Linked DNA regions of Mus musculus: regions 1 and 2 are each linked to region 3. A link is a contact called in public HiChIP or PLAC-seq and promoter capture Hi-C data. All regions are on one chromosome and are shown on one strand. The core of a region is the stretch at or near the end of the contact, and the rest is flanking DNA. Distances in the headings are between cores, read along the strand shown.

The links. HiChIP or PLAC-seq counts read pairs in DNA pulled down with a chosen protein or histone mark. Capture Hi-C pulls out chosen DNA fragments and counts their contacts.
Region 1: a promoter capture Hi-C map of pancreatic islet shows a contact between it and region 3. The contact joins the promoter of Cysltr2 here to the promoter of Lpar6 in region 3. A contact is called at or near these places in 2 of 484 Hi-C or Micro-C datasets (Th1 cells and natural killer cells), 3 of 115 datasets of contacts at active chromatin or transcription factors (effector CD8 T cells, memory CD8 T cells and regulatory T cell precursor) and 3 of 9 other capture datasets (adipose tissue, liver and pancreatic islet).
Region 2: a BATF HiChIP or PLAC-seq map of CD8 T cells shows a contact between it and region 3, with 9 read pairs. The contact joins the enhancer-like site here to the promoter of Lpar6 in region 3. A contact is called at or near these places in 2 of 39 promoter capture datasets (macrophages and neutrophils), 2 of 484 Hi-C or Micro-C datasets (female germline stem cells and female germline stem cell-derived STRA8 germ cells), 4 of 115 datasets of contacts at active chromatin or transcription factors (CD8 T cells, the SCID.adh cell line, embryonic stem cells and 1 more) and 3 of 9 other capture datasets (adipose tissue, embryonic stem cells and liver).

Annotation. Positions count from the first base shown.
Region 1 is chr14:73,047,241-73,051,508 of GRCm38.p6, forward strand. Cysltr2 (cysteinyl leukotriene receptor 2) reads right to left here and starts at 1,874. Exons shown (of 5, transcript NM_001162412.1): 1 at 1,796-1,874; 2 at 1,284-1,388.
Region 2 is chr14:73,085,962-73,090,049 of GRCm38.p6, forward strand. No RefSeq gene overlaps it. Among named protein-coding and RNA genes, the nearest start is that of Gm35388, 15 kb to the right of the region's middle. Within about 2 kb of position 1,955, at least 35 of the 459 cell types and tissues checked have an H3K27ac peak or open chromatin away from gene starts, as enhancers often do. A contact at or near this core is called in CD8 T cells, where this site is marked.
Region 3 is chr14:73,235,320-73,239,436 of GRCm38.p6, forward strand. Lpar6 (lysophosphatidic acid receptor 6) reads left to right here and starts at 2,572. Exons shown (of 1, transcript NM_175116.4): 1 at 2,572-4,117. The coding sequence starts at 3,282. All of the region lies in intron 17 of Rb1 (RB transcriptional corepressor 1), which reads right to left. RefSeq lists an enhancer at 1-1,007.

The DNA of each region.
Region 1 (4,268 bases), core at 624-3,123, 190 kb before region 3:
AATAAAAGAGGGTGCATGTTACATTGCTTTTCTGTATCCTGCTTTTACTAGCCACTGAGACATAGTCATCTTTTATTTTCCAAGTGATATACTATTAATGCCATCATTTAACTAATAACATGCAGATAAAAGAAAATTCATTTCATCAATTCCTTAAAATAGTTATTATTTGGGTTATAAGAATGTAGCCAGATCCTCTGGGCTTGCCAATTTGCTTCTACCTAGGGAAATACCCTGTGACCCCAGGGCTTTGTTTTTGCCATCTACAAAATGAGAAATATATTATATATACATGTCTCTATATACAAATATACTACAAAAATTCTTATTTGTATCAAAGATGCTAAAGAGGTACTATTCTCCATGGAATGAAAACAAGAAGAAATTCATCTGGCATGCTGTTGATCAAATTAAGTTCAAGTATGTTCCTGTAGGAAGCTCAGGAAAGACTGATTCAGCCTGGGTTAATTAGTTACCCTTTATCTGTCTATCCTTTCTTAGGGGAGAAAGCAGAACACAGCTCTTATATAAATTCAGTCCATATTTTCCTTAGAGGGATAAGGATCCAGTGAAAACAATTTCTCTTGAAAAGCAGGGTGAGACATTAGATCCAGTCTTAGCCATCTTCTATACCTGTGGTATGTTTGTAACTTGGCACACATCTCTTGAATGACCTTACAAGGTTGTGAAACCAAAGAAATATGACAGCCTTGACAGGTACTAGCACACAGTGAGCTTAATGGTAACATATTTAGAACCTTCTAGAGTCTCTGCTTCTCTAGTTCCTACCTTCCCAAGCCATGGAAACAAATCTACTTACTTCAAGCATTAGTGAACTGAAGCTTCCGAGTATGGTCGCATCTCAAGGGTTGAAGTGGTTAAGGTAGATGACAAAGACTTCTAAAATTCTTATATGCCCCATAAATTAGCTCTATAAGCTATTTACAGAGTTAAAAAAAAAGACTTGCCTTTGATTGCATCTTCTTATTTCTTCATTCATATTACTCTCAGGTACATGTAAAAGACTAGAAAGTATTCAAACAGCTTATTTAACTTTTTTAACTGACTATTCATTAACATCACCTGGGAATTAATAGTAGACAAAAACACATTAAAGACTGGCCAATACCAGAAAATCCGTTTTTGAGGGGTTGTTTTCTAATCTCCTAAGATGAAGTGTTTCTGACTGAGGTGCAGCCCAAGCTAAAAATCGCCAATGGATGTTCCCAAATGAATGGGTTCCAAGCACACAGCCCTCCACACATGTGAATTCCCCAGTGTACCTCTGAACCAAATCACTGAAGTATGCCTTCTCAGATGGACTCTTCTCTCTTCCAAAAGCAAAGCTTCGGAGTAGAAAAAGGTCTTACAGAATAAAATGACCGAATCTATGCAAAATAGGAAAGAATCTAAATGGTAAAATCTATATGCTAAAAGAAGTGCCTCATATAGCAATTTACAATTACAATTTTATAGAATTCGTGGTAGTGTGGATAAAGTGCACGCTTTAAAGGAAAAAAATAATATCTGCTCTTATTTTATATATACAACTATGAGAGAAAGCTAAAAATTATATGCACCTCAAAAAGGAAGGAAATACCCCAACTGACAATCAAGCCTTGTGGTGGTATTTTCTACAGTCTACAATATTTTTGTACTTTTTCCAGTTTACCACATAAGATGGTAGAACAAACACTGATAGTTGAACAAATTAAGCTTACTTTCCACATGCCATTCCTGTACTCATCCTCAAAGCACAGTTCTCAGTAACAAATGAACACAAAGGGAAACCTACCTGTGCCTCTGCCTTCGGTCGCCCTGGCGTCTGCTCTGACTCCAGGCTTCTCGCCCCATAGAATGCAGCTTGTTTATTTAAAACAAAAGTGAAACAAACACTGTTTTATGAACAGTGTCAGCCAATAGCAAGGCGAGAAGTCACTTGGGTCAGCAGGACCTCAGCTTTGTGGCACTGTCATGGGTGTGGGTGCTTGAGTTCTTTCTTCAGAAGTCAGAGAATTTCCAGTTTGTGACTGTCAACCTCTTTCAAGTCACCCTAGAATTGCCCTGCCGCTAATGATTGGTTTTTGCTGGGGTTTTTCTTTTCTTTCTTTTCTTTCTTTCCTTCCCCCCCCCCCCCTTTCCATCGGGATCTTTTGCAGGATGTGATGGGCAGGGAGCTGGGGGGAGGGGGAGGTTAAGTGGCTGTTATTTCTCCAAAAGGGCTTCTGTTCCCATGCCCAACCCATCAGTGCAGCGCTCTGTAGCCTGCTTTAGAGCACTCTCACCACTCTCTGATGCTCTCACATTCTCACTTACTCCACTGAAAAGTCTCTGCAAAGGTCACCGATGGTCTCAAGGTTCATGTAATGTGTTCTTTCTCCGTTTTCCTCTTCCTTTCTCTCTTGTTTGAATAGCTAATTGTGGAGACTTGTTCTCAATCTGCCTCGCTCTTTTTTCCAACTTTCAGAATGGTTCGTTCTCCTTTGCCTCCTGAGACTGAGTGACAAATCTCTCCCACGGGTTCAGGTGCTTGAACGCTGGGTCTCCAGTCAGTGGTGTTATTCAGGGAGGTGGTGCAGCCTCACAGGAGGGGATGTGGCACCACCGGAAGTGGCCTGTGAGCATTTATCCCCTCAGTCCAGTTCTCATACTGCTCTCTCTGGTTCACATTTGCAGATACAGATGTGATCTCTCAGCTTCCTTCCCTGGGCACTCACCACCATGCCTCCCAGGTCATATGGACTGTCTGAAATTTAAATCCCAATAAATTCTTTCCTTGTGTTGCCATTGTTCCTGATATTTTACTATAGCAACAGACTAATACCTATTACACCCCCTTTTCAGATTGCTCATTTCCTATTAATTTTTCCAGGTGCAAGTTTTTCCTAAAGATTTCTGCCGTCTTTGTTTCTTCTTCTCTTGCCTATGTATAACTTATCCTCAGCGAAATCCATTTTAAAATCTATACTGCATCAAAATGACCCCAAATACTCAATATGATTTTGAAACAGAACAATTAACCTAAAATTCTCAAACTTCATAATTGCAAAACAACACACTACTTAGCAATTATAACAGTCTAGTTGTTTGGGTTTCTTTTTTTCCAATCAATGGCCTTTCTCTACAAAAAGGATAAACAGGCTGAGAAAGAAATTAGGGAAACAACACCCTTCACAATAGTCACAAATAACATAAAATACCTTGGTGTGACTCTAACTAAGGAAGTGAAAGATCTGTATGATAAGAACTTCAAGTCTCTGAAGAAGGAAATTAAAGATCTCAGAAGATGGAAAGATCTCCAATGCTCATGGATTGGCAAGATCAATATAGTAAAGATGGCTATCTTGCCAAAAGCAATCTACAGATTCAATGCAATCCCTATCAAAATTCCAACTCAATTCTTCAACGAATTAGAAAGGGCAATCAGCAGATTCATCTGGAATAACAAAAAACCTAGGATAGCAAAAACTCTTCTCAATGATAAAAGAACCACTGGTGGAATCACCATGCCTGACCTAAAGCTTTACTACAGAGCAATTGTGATAAAAACTGCATGGTACTGGTATAGCGATAGACAAGTAGACCAATGGAATAGAATTGAAGACCCAGAGATGAACCCACACACCTATGGTCACTTGATCTTTGACAAGGGAGCTAAAATCATCCAGTGGAAAAAAGACAGCATTTTCAACAAATGTTGCTGGCACAACTGGCAGTTATCATGTAGAAGAATACAAATAGATCTATTCTTATCGCCTTGTCAAGTCCAAGTGGATTAAGGAACCCCACATAAAACCAGAGACACTGAAACTTATAGAGGAGAAAGTGGGGAAAAGCCTCGAAGATATGGGCACAGGGGAAAAATTCCTAAACAGAACAGCAATGATTTGTGCTGTAAGATCAATAATTGACAAATGGGACCTCATAAAATTGCAAAGATTCTGTAAGGCAAAAGGCACTGTCAATAAGACAAAAGGGCCACCAACAGATTGGGAAAGGATCTTTACCAATCCTAAATCACATAGAGGACTAATATTCAATATATATAAAGAACTCAAGAAGATGGACTCCAGAAAATCAAATAACCCTATTAAAAAATAGGATACAGAGCCAAACAAAGAATTCTCAAATGGCTGTGAAGCACCTGAAAAAATGTTGAACATCCTTAATTATCAGGGAAATGCAAATCAAAACAACCCTAAAATTCCACCTCACACCAGTCAGAATGGCTAAGGTCAAAAATTCAGGTGACAGCAGATGCTGGCGAG
Region 2 (4,088 bases), core at 705-3,204, 150 kb before region 3:
CAGGGAAAGCCAGAAGCTGAAAGTGGCCAGTGGAGTCTCTCCCAGAGTCTTCAGAAAGAGCATAGCTCTACTAACATATAGATTTTAAAAATTATAACCCCAGAATAGAGAACACATTTCTAATGTTTTAAGCTCCTTATTTGTGATCATGTTACAATAGCTATAGACAATTATGATACCTTTCTATAATCTACATCATCAAACCAAGAATAATCTTTTTTTCTCTAGACAAGTTTCACCTATCTCAGACTATCTCAAACTCTATGTAGCTTAGGGTGGCCTTGGGCTATTATTGATTTTCTTATTTCCACCTCTCAAGTGCTGCCATTACAGGCATACACTGCCCTGCCCAGTTAATGCAATGCTAATATTCAAATCCAGGGCTTTTTACTAGACAAGCCCTCTACCAAGCAAGCAACCGTGGCCTCAGAAGAGCAATCTATTTAAAATGTAACTCTGGTCTTTATAATCTAAATACCACCAAGCCTACCTATATCAAAGTCTTTCCAGGTGCTAATAAACTGCCCTTGATCTCCTTCTGTTTTCCCCTCACCTGTTTCATGGCAGTAACCCCCATCTCCTTGCTGTTCCTCGAGCAAGCAAAGCAGTCTCCTACAGTGAATCTTTGCCTCTATCTGGAAGGCTCCGCCTCTGCTAGTCATGTGACTCCTCTCAGCTTCTTCAGGCTTTGTTCCCTGTCACCTTCTGGGTGAGGAATACTTTGATGAGCTTCCTAAAGTCACAATCAACCACTCTTTTCACTACCAAAGTTCTTTATTGGGCTCTAGTTTTCACACACATTAATGCCCAGTCATAGAACAAGCGGCTCATTGATCATTTAGTTATTTCCACAAAGCTGAAACATAACCTGTACGAAGTAGAAATTCCTTTCTTTGACCATTAAAGAGAGCCAATAGAAGGCACACAGTAAATATCTGTTGACTGGATAGATGAGAATGAATGGAAAGGGTTCTGTCCAGGTAAAAGTGGATTCTTAACAACAGGCATCTTTTAGGGGAAAACAATTCTCCTCCCCATGGCTTCTGAAGTTTTAATTCCATGGTCAATTTATTTCCAGGCCATATTCCCCCAAATCCAATTTAAGTTGGGATTTTCCCAAGTCAATTAGATGGGGCTTAAATTAGAAAAGGTATATAAATTCAGCTGACACTGCCCTTGGCACAGCCCAAGTGCCTGATAAATTATTTCTCCTCTTCTTTGCAATCACTAAAGGATTTGAATATCCTGAAGGAGTAGGTTGCAGATTTCTCTCATATGTGTTATATGAATGTGTGCGTGTGCGTGTGTGCGTGTGTGTGTGTGTGTGTGTGTGTGTGTGTGTGTGTGTGTGTGTGTGTGTGTGTGTATTGACAGAAACAAATGGTCTGGGGCCACACACACTGAGCCAGGAGCTGCCCTTCCAGTCTTGTGGATAAGTAATGATGTAGCAATGTGGTGACCTTATGGAGTAACAGTGTTACAACAATGAGTGATACATTTCTGCCTTCCGCAGGCAACAATCTTCTCTCAGTTTGTAACTATGTGTTACAATTTGTAACTATTTGTAACTACTGACCTCCCTTCCTTGCCTCTCAGTAGCCTCTGGAAATCTGTGTGATTGCACCACACAAACATAAGAAGACCCAGAGGAAATAAAAGCCAGATCGAGTTCACCATCACATACTGCACCACCACTATCTATTCACAGGTTGGTTCAATCTTATCATAGGGACTTAGCTTTCTAGATACCAATGAAGTCACTTGGCAGTGTCTACCCTTACTGCAGAGGCACATGTATTTCTTAAAGCAGAACCTGGGTGCTGACATTTGCCCCCACACGGCTTTCTCTTTTCTTTTTTTGACTTTGCAATGAAATCATAATTCATTTCTCTGCAGGGCACCTTCCAGTAAGTTTGTGGCTATAACATCGGTGAAATACAAACCACATCCTGGAGTCTCTAGAAGAAGTAAGAACCCACTTGAAAATGTCTAGAGGGGAGGTTGGAGGTGGCTCAGTGGTTAGGATCTGAGTTTGGATTGCCATTGTCCACGTAAAAGCTGACAACAGCAGCGCACCCCAGCACAGGCAGGTTCCAGGGGCTCACTGGCCAGCCAGTCTCGTCAAAACAGTGAGCTCCAGGTTCAGTGAGAGACCCCCATCTCTTTGTCAGGTATAGAAGCAATTGAGAAAAATGCCCAAACATCATCAAACTCTGGCTTCTTCAGTCACCTGTGTGGGCAAGCACACGGGCATGTACATGAGTGTGCACATATGCATGTACATGCACACACACACACACACCTGCATGCATGCATGCATACGTACATATGTACATACATACATAAAAGAAAACTAAAGAGACAGAAATTGCAAGTGAGAAGGCCTCTTACTCTTCTATACACAGTATCTCATTTCATTCACTCAAGAGATGAGTGTCACAAAGATATAGATAAGAAAACTATCAAAAACTTATTTTCAGAAAGTGAAACTAGGTCACTGTGTCTACCAGGGTAAATTCCCACAAACCTGGCTTAAAGAGACAGAGGCTCATCCTCTTGCCATTCTGGAAACCTGATCCTGGTTTCCAAAAGCCTGGATCCTAGCATCAAAGTTTTGTCTCAACAGAATCATTCATTCACTTTCACTCATTCATTTAACAAATATTTACCGAATGTCTTCCATGCATTACAAGGACTGGAAGTTTCTGGGAGCTCCTGAAAGAGTCCCTCCTTGCATCTCTCCTAGTCACTAGCCAGCAATCCCCAGTGTCCTGTGTTCCAATCTCAACCTTGCTGTATAGCACAGCCTTCTATTAGCTTATTAAGATACTACTCATTGAGTTTATAGCAAAAAAAAAAAAAGAAAGAAAGAAAGAAAGAAAGAAAGAAAGAAAAAAAACTCTAAGCTAGTCACATCTGTGTTGATTGTTTTTTGTCAACATAGCTAGTGTCATTTGGGAAGAAGAACCTCAATTTTAAAACTCCCTCCATAAGATTGGCCTGTGAGCATGTCCATGGGTTATTTCTTTTCTTGATTAATGATGGATGTCAGTGGTGCTGTCCCTGGGCTGGTGGTCCTGGGTTCTATAAGAAAGCAGGCTGTGCAAGCTATGTAGAGCAAGCCAGTAGGCAGCACCCCTCTGTGGTCTGTGTTTCAGTTCCTGCCTCCAGGCTCCTGCCCTCGGAGATGGAGTATGGCTTAGTTTGTAAAATGAAACAATTCCTTTCCACGCCTAAGCTGATTTTGTTCAGTGTTTTACCACATCAAGAGAAAACGAATGAGGACAACCGTCTGACCCCACAACCTCCTTACATCTCCAAAGACCCTATTTACCTAATAAGGTCATATTCTTAGGATAAGGACTCGGGCATGTCATGGGGCCATACAACCCACTGTAGCCACTAAGAAGGTGGGAAACCCAGAACTCAGACTCCGCTCTGAGTGCAACATTCTAAGTACACATAGCCTCCCCTGGTTCTCCCAGGAGAGTAGGACAAGCCACTCTGGAGTGTCACTGGCCTGGGGACAAGTGCTTCTTCCCATGTCATCTTTCCCTGAGAGAAAAGTCTGGTTTCCCTTAATTGACCTAGATTCAAATGGAATGTAAAAGTCTCTCTCATAGATGCCCCATTATAACCTTCCTAGGAAAGTATGTGGGTGGCTGTCCTAATGCACTGTTACTCTAAGTTGAAGCAGTCCTGAGAATTGTCACACCCTGCATCAGAGCTTCCAGGAACACATTGCATTTATAAGGATAGAAGGATAGTGTTTAGGAGTTGTATGCTGCACCCACCCATAATGTCAAAATCCTCTTTAACTGTGAGAATGTTACGGAGTGCTATACAGTAGGAAGTAACTCAGTAAGTCTGGGTTGTCAAGCCCTGGACAGCTCAGAAAAAAAATGTATGGCCCTTTTCTGCTCCTGGGAGCTAACAATACAATTTTGGTATACTGTGCCTGAAAAGTGTCTGTTTCCCCGGGAGCCTAGGGCCCACAGATACTTGATGCTAAGACTGGGATTGATTCTTAGAGCCTTGGACCATGAGGTTAACCATGGTGTCTGCAGGGGCTGAGTAAGGGCAATCAT
Region 3 (4,117 bases), core at 1,322-3,821:
GCCCAAGGAAGGAGATTTCAAGGGCCCTGGAGTCAGATCCTGTGCACTAAAATGGTAAACTTTACTCTGCACTGAACCATATATAGTTAATCTACCAACTGATAATATGCTTAGCTAGAATTGTAGTTTGACATTTGATGCTTTTCCTAAAACAAAGCTAATAACAAATGTCCTTTCGCAACTAAGTATTTTTGTCAACAGGAAAGCACACACATGGATACACATGTGAAGATCCATAGTGCATTTCAGAGCTGAAAGGAGACTTTCCCGGATACTCTTATTACATAAAGGCAACACATACACAGTTCTAAAATAAAATGTATCAGATTCCTGCCATCATAAACCTTCCTTTGTGTCTCAGACTACCATATCGTTTTTATTTTACCACTGTGTAAATAAATTATTATTTAAGATTTTATTTTAGTTAACACTTATTACATTTAAACTGAATAATGTTTAGAATGGATTTGTTTAGAATGGTGTTAGAGTTTCACTTAATCACTTGCTGGGATGCTGGAGTCTGAGCACAGGGCCTCCTACATGGAGCTCCAACACTGTTCCAACCTGCAAATCTTAAAGTAAAAACCTTTTGTAAGTTTTTTTCCCCCCTGTGTATGAGTGTTTTGCCTTCTTGTATGTCTGTGCACTGAGTGCACGCAGTGCCTGCAGAGTCAGACGTGGGTACTGGATATCCTGGGACTGGAGTTACAGACAGGACTGAGCTGCCATTGGGTGCTGACAATCAAACCTGGGCCCTTTGAAAGAACAGGAAGTACTCCAAAATGCTAAGACATCTTTCCAGCATGCCCACCTAGGTATAAGGATTAAAGGCATGTACTACCACGCCCAGCAAATTAGTAACCCTTTTAGACAGACTTTCCTCTACAACTCTTTTTCACTAAGGTATAATCTACATATCACAACATCCTAAAAATCAGCTGACAGTATATTTTACTTATTTATTTTAAAGACCTATTTATTTTTATGTGTATAAGTGCTGGCCTGCATATATGCATGTATATCACATTCATGCATGTTTTCACAATGAAAGTAAACATGGACAGTACCAGGACATAAAACGATTATAATTTGTAAAAATGACAATAAGGGGGCTGGCAAGATAGCTCAGAGGTTAAGCACATTGGCTGTTTTTCCTAAGGTCCTGAGTTCAGTTCCCAGCAACCACATGGTGCTCATAACCATCTATAGTGAGATCTGGTGCCCTCTTCTGAACTGTAGGTGTACATGCAAGCAAAACACTGTATACATAATAAATCGTTTTTTAAAATGACAATAAGGAAACTTAAAAGTGGATCACTCAAATTTTATATTTTTCCTAAAATAACTATTAACAGAAAAGTTTCTTCATGGAGAAGAAAATGTTATTAAGTGTCCCTTTTTTCATTACTGCACTCAAAGTTCCCATCTTCCAATAGGAACACATTTGCATCTGTTTTCCACACCAAAACCAAAGCAAAGAAGTTCAGACCCTCAATCTTTACCGCCTATAAGACTGTATTATTTGATCATAGATGACTTCCTAATCAAAACAATAAAAAGATTATAATTCACCATCAAAAGTAATCAAATTTAAAAGGTATAGAACACATGATACATGCTCTTAAGTATACATCTTAATATGTAAACTAAGGTGTCTATAGAGAAACTTGCTCTGAAATGCCTTCACTGACCCCAAATGAAGGGTTTCAGCTTCAAATTTAGAGATGAAAGTAGATCTGGAATATACCCCAACACACAGCCAACATGTAAAAGAAACTGAAGGGAGAGACGGAGGAAAGGAGAATAAAATCATGGAAACTACATTTAGACAAACAGTAGAACTGAGATTCTCTGCTGTAAGTTATTTCAATTAACTCAGAAGGGGGGAGCCCGTTTTACAAAGCACACTTTCCCACTATGCTTATATTAAGTTGTGGGCAAAAGACTGACACTGTACTAAAAGTAAAAGTTTTGGAGTACTATTCTCACTACTGAGTTATAATCCTCCGGGGGGGGGGCATACTTAATGTAGTCTTTGGTGTATTAAAATTGAACTAGCTCTAGAAAATTAGTTTCAAAGAAAAATGTTAGAACATTATTTATCAAAAACTAAAGAGATCCAGGATTAAAGCTACTCACAATCATGCCAATTAAGTTAAATGCTGGAGAGCAATTAAAAAACACCAGATACTAAGAGAAGCAGGACTGCCTGCCTCAGTCAAAGGCTTTATATAAACTCTTAAGGTTCTGCCTTCAGGCACAAACAGTTCTTTAATGTGCCACTCATATCGCCTACATTTCAATTTATAAACATATATACACCCATCTGCATTTTATTTCTTTAAAGAAGGCAATATCCCAACTACAAGAGCAATAGAAGAGAAAGAATCTACCTTATGTTTCTTTCTTTCTCTTACTTATTACTAACTAAAGCAAATCAAACCACTTTGGAGAAGTTGTCAGAATCCCCGGAAAGCATTTTGGCATAAAAAGAGTTAACACCCAACTCAGCTGGGCAGCCAGTGACCATTTGCAAGCCTCCTAGGTACATTCCCAGCAGACACATTATCAGATTAAAGGAACTGCAAACAACTGGGTTGAAGCCTTCCTTTGTCCAAACCCAGCCTCTTCTTCCTGTGATGTCATATTACAAATCTGGGAAGGCTTTCTTGCTCACTTCAGAGACAGCCCATCTCACAATACAGCTGGCAACCTCCGAAAGGCCTCTCCATTCAGCAAGCGCGAACATGCTTAGGAATTTATCTGGGATCCCTTAAACGACTGCCTATCGCCGTCCGGAATCAATGTAGAAATACAAAGTTTGAGAATAAAAAGAAGGAAGAAGTACCCGAGGACGACGGGCGGACGGACGCACGGCGAGTGTTTGTGACTGAAGTAAAGCTGGTTTGGACCCTGGCGGCTGAAGCACAAGTTTCCACGCGGACTGGTCTGGTCCGACTTGGAACAGTTTTTCCTTACACTTTCAGCTTTATGGGTTGGCTTCCTTGACTGCATTTTCTGTCAGTTAACTAAACTCCAGACTCATGGATTTTCTCGACCAGAAAATCAGACTATTTTCCTGAATAATCTACTAGAAACTTTTACGGAACACATTTCATGTTTCCTTTGAAGAGTTAAGAGAAGAAAGTATTTGTAAGAACAGGAAAAGAAACAAATACTTTGCAAATAAACTGGCTGCTGCTGTGACCACATCTGAATAGCAAAGGCGATCGATCAAGCGCTGCGGACAAAAGGCCTCCTGTAAGCTGCACTGCCTGACAATGGTAAGCTCCAATGGCTCCCAGTGCCCTTATGACGACTCCTTTAAGTACACTCTGTACGGGTGCATGTTCAGCATGGTCTTCGTGCTTGGGCTGATATCCAACTGTGTTGCGATATACATTTTCATCTGTGCCCTCAAAGTGAGAAATGAAACTACAACGTACATGATTAACCTGGCAATGTCAGATTTACTTTTCGTCTTTACTTTGCCATTTCGGATTTTTTACTTTGCAACACGGAATTGGCCATTTGGAGATCTACTCTGTAAGATTTCAGTAATGCTGTTTTACACCAATATGTATGGAAGCATTCTGTTCTTAACCTGTATCAGTGTAGATCGATTTCTGGCAATTGTCTACCCATTTAAGTCAAAGACTTTAAGAACGAAACGAAATGCAAAGATCGTTTGCATTGCTGTGTGGTTCACAGTGATGGGAGGAAGTGCGCCTGCAGTTTTCTTTCAGTCGACCCACTCTCAGGGGAACAATACCTCAGAAGCCTGCTTTGAGAACTTTCCAGCGGCCACATGGAAAACTTATCTCTCCAGGATTGTGATTTTCATTGAAATAGTGGGCTTTTTTATCCCTCTCATTTTGAACGTAACTTGTTCTAGTATGGTGCTAAGAACTTTAAATAAACCTGTTACATTAAGTAGAAGCAAAATGAACAAAACTAAGGTTTTAAAAATGATTTTTGTCCACTTGGTCATCTTCTGTTTCTGTTTTGTGCCCTACAACATCAACCTCATTTTGTACTCGCTCATGAGGACACAGACCTTTGTTAACTGCTCTGTGGTGGCGGCAGTGAGGACCATGTACCCGATCACTCTCTGCAT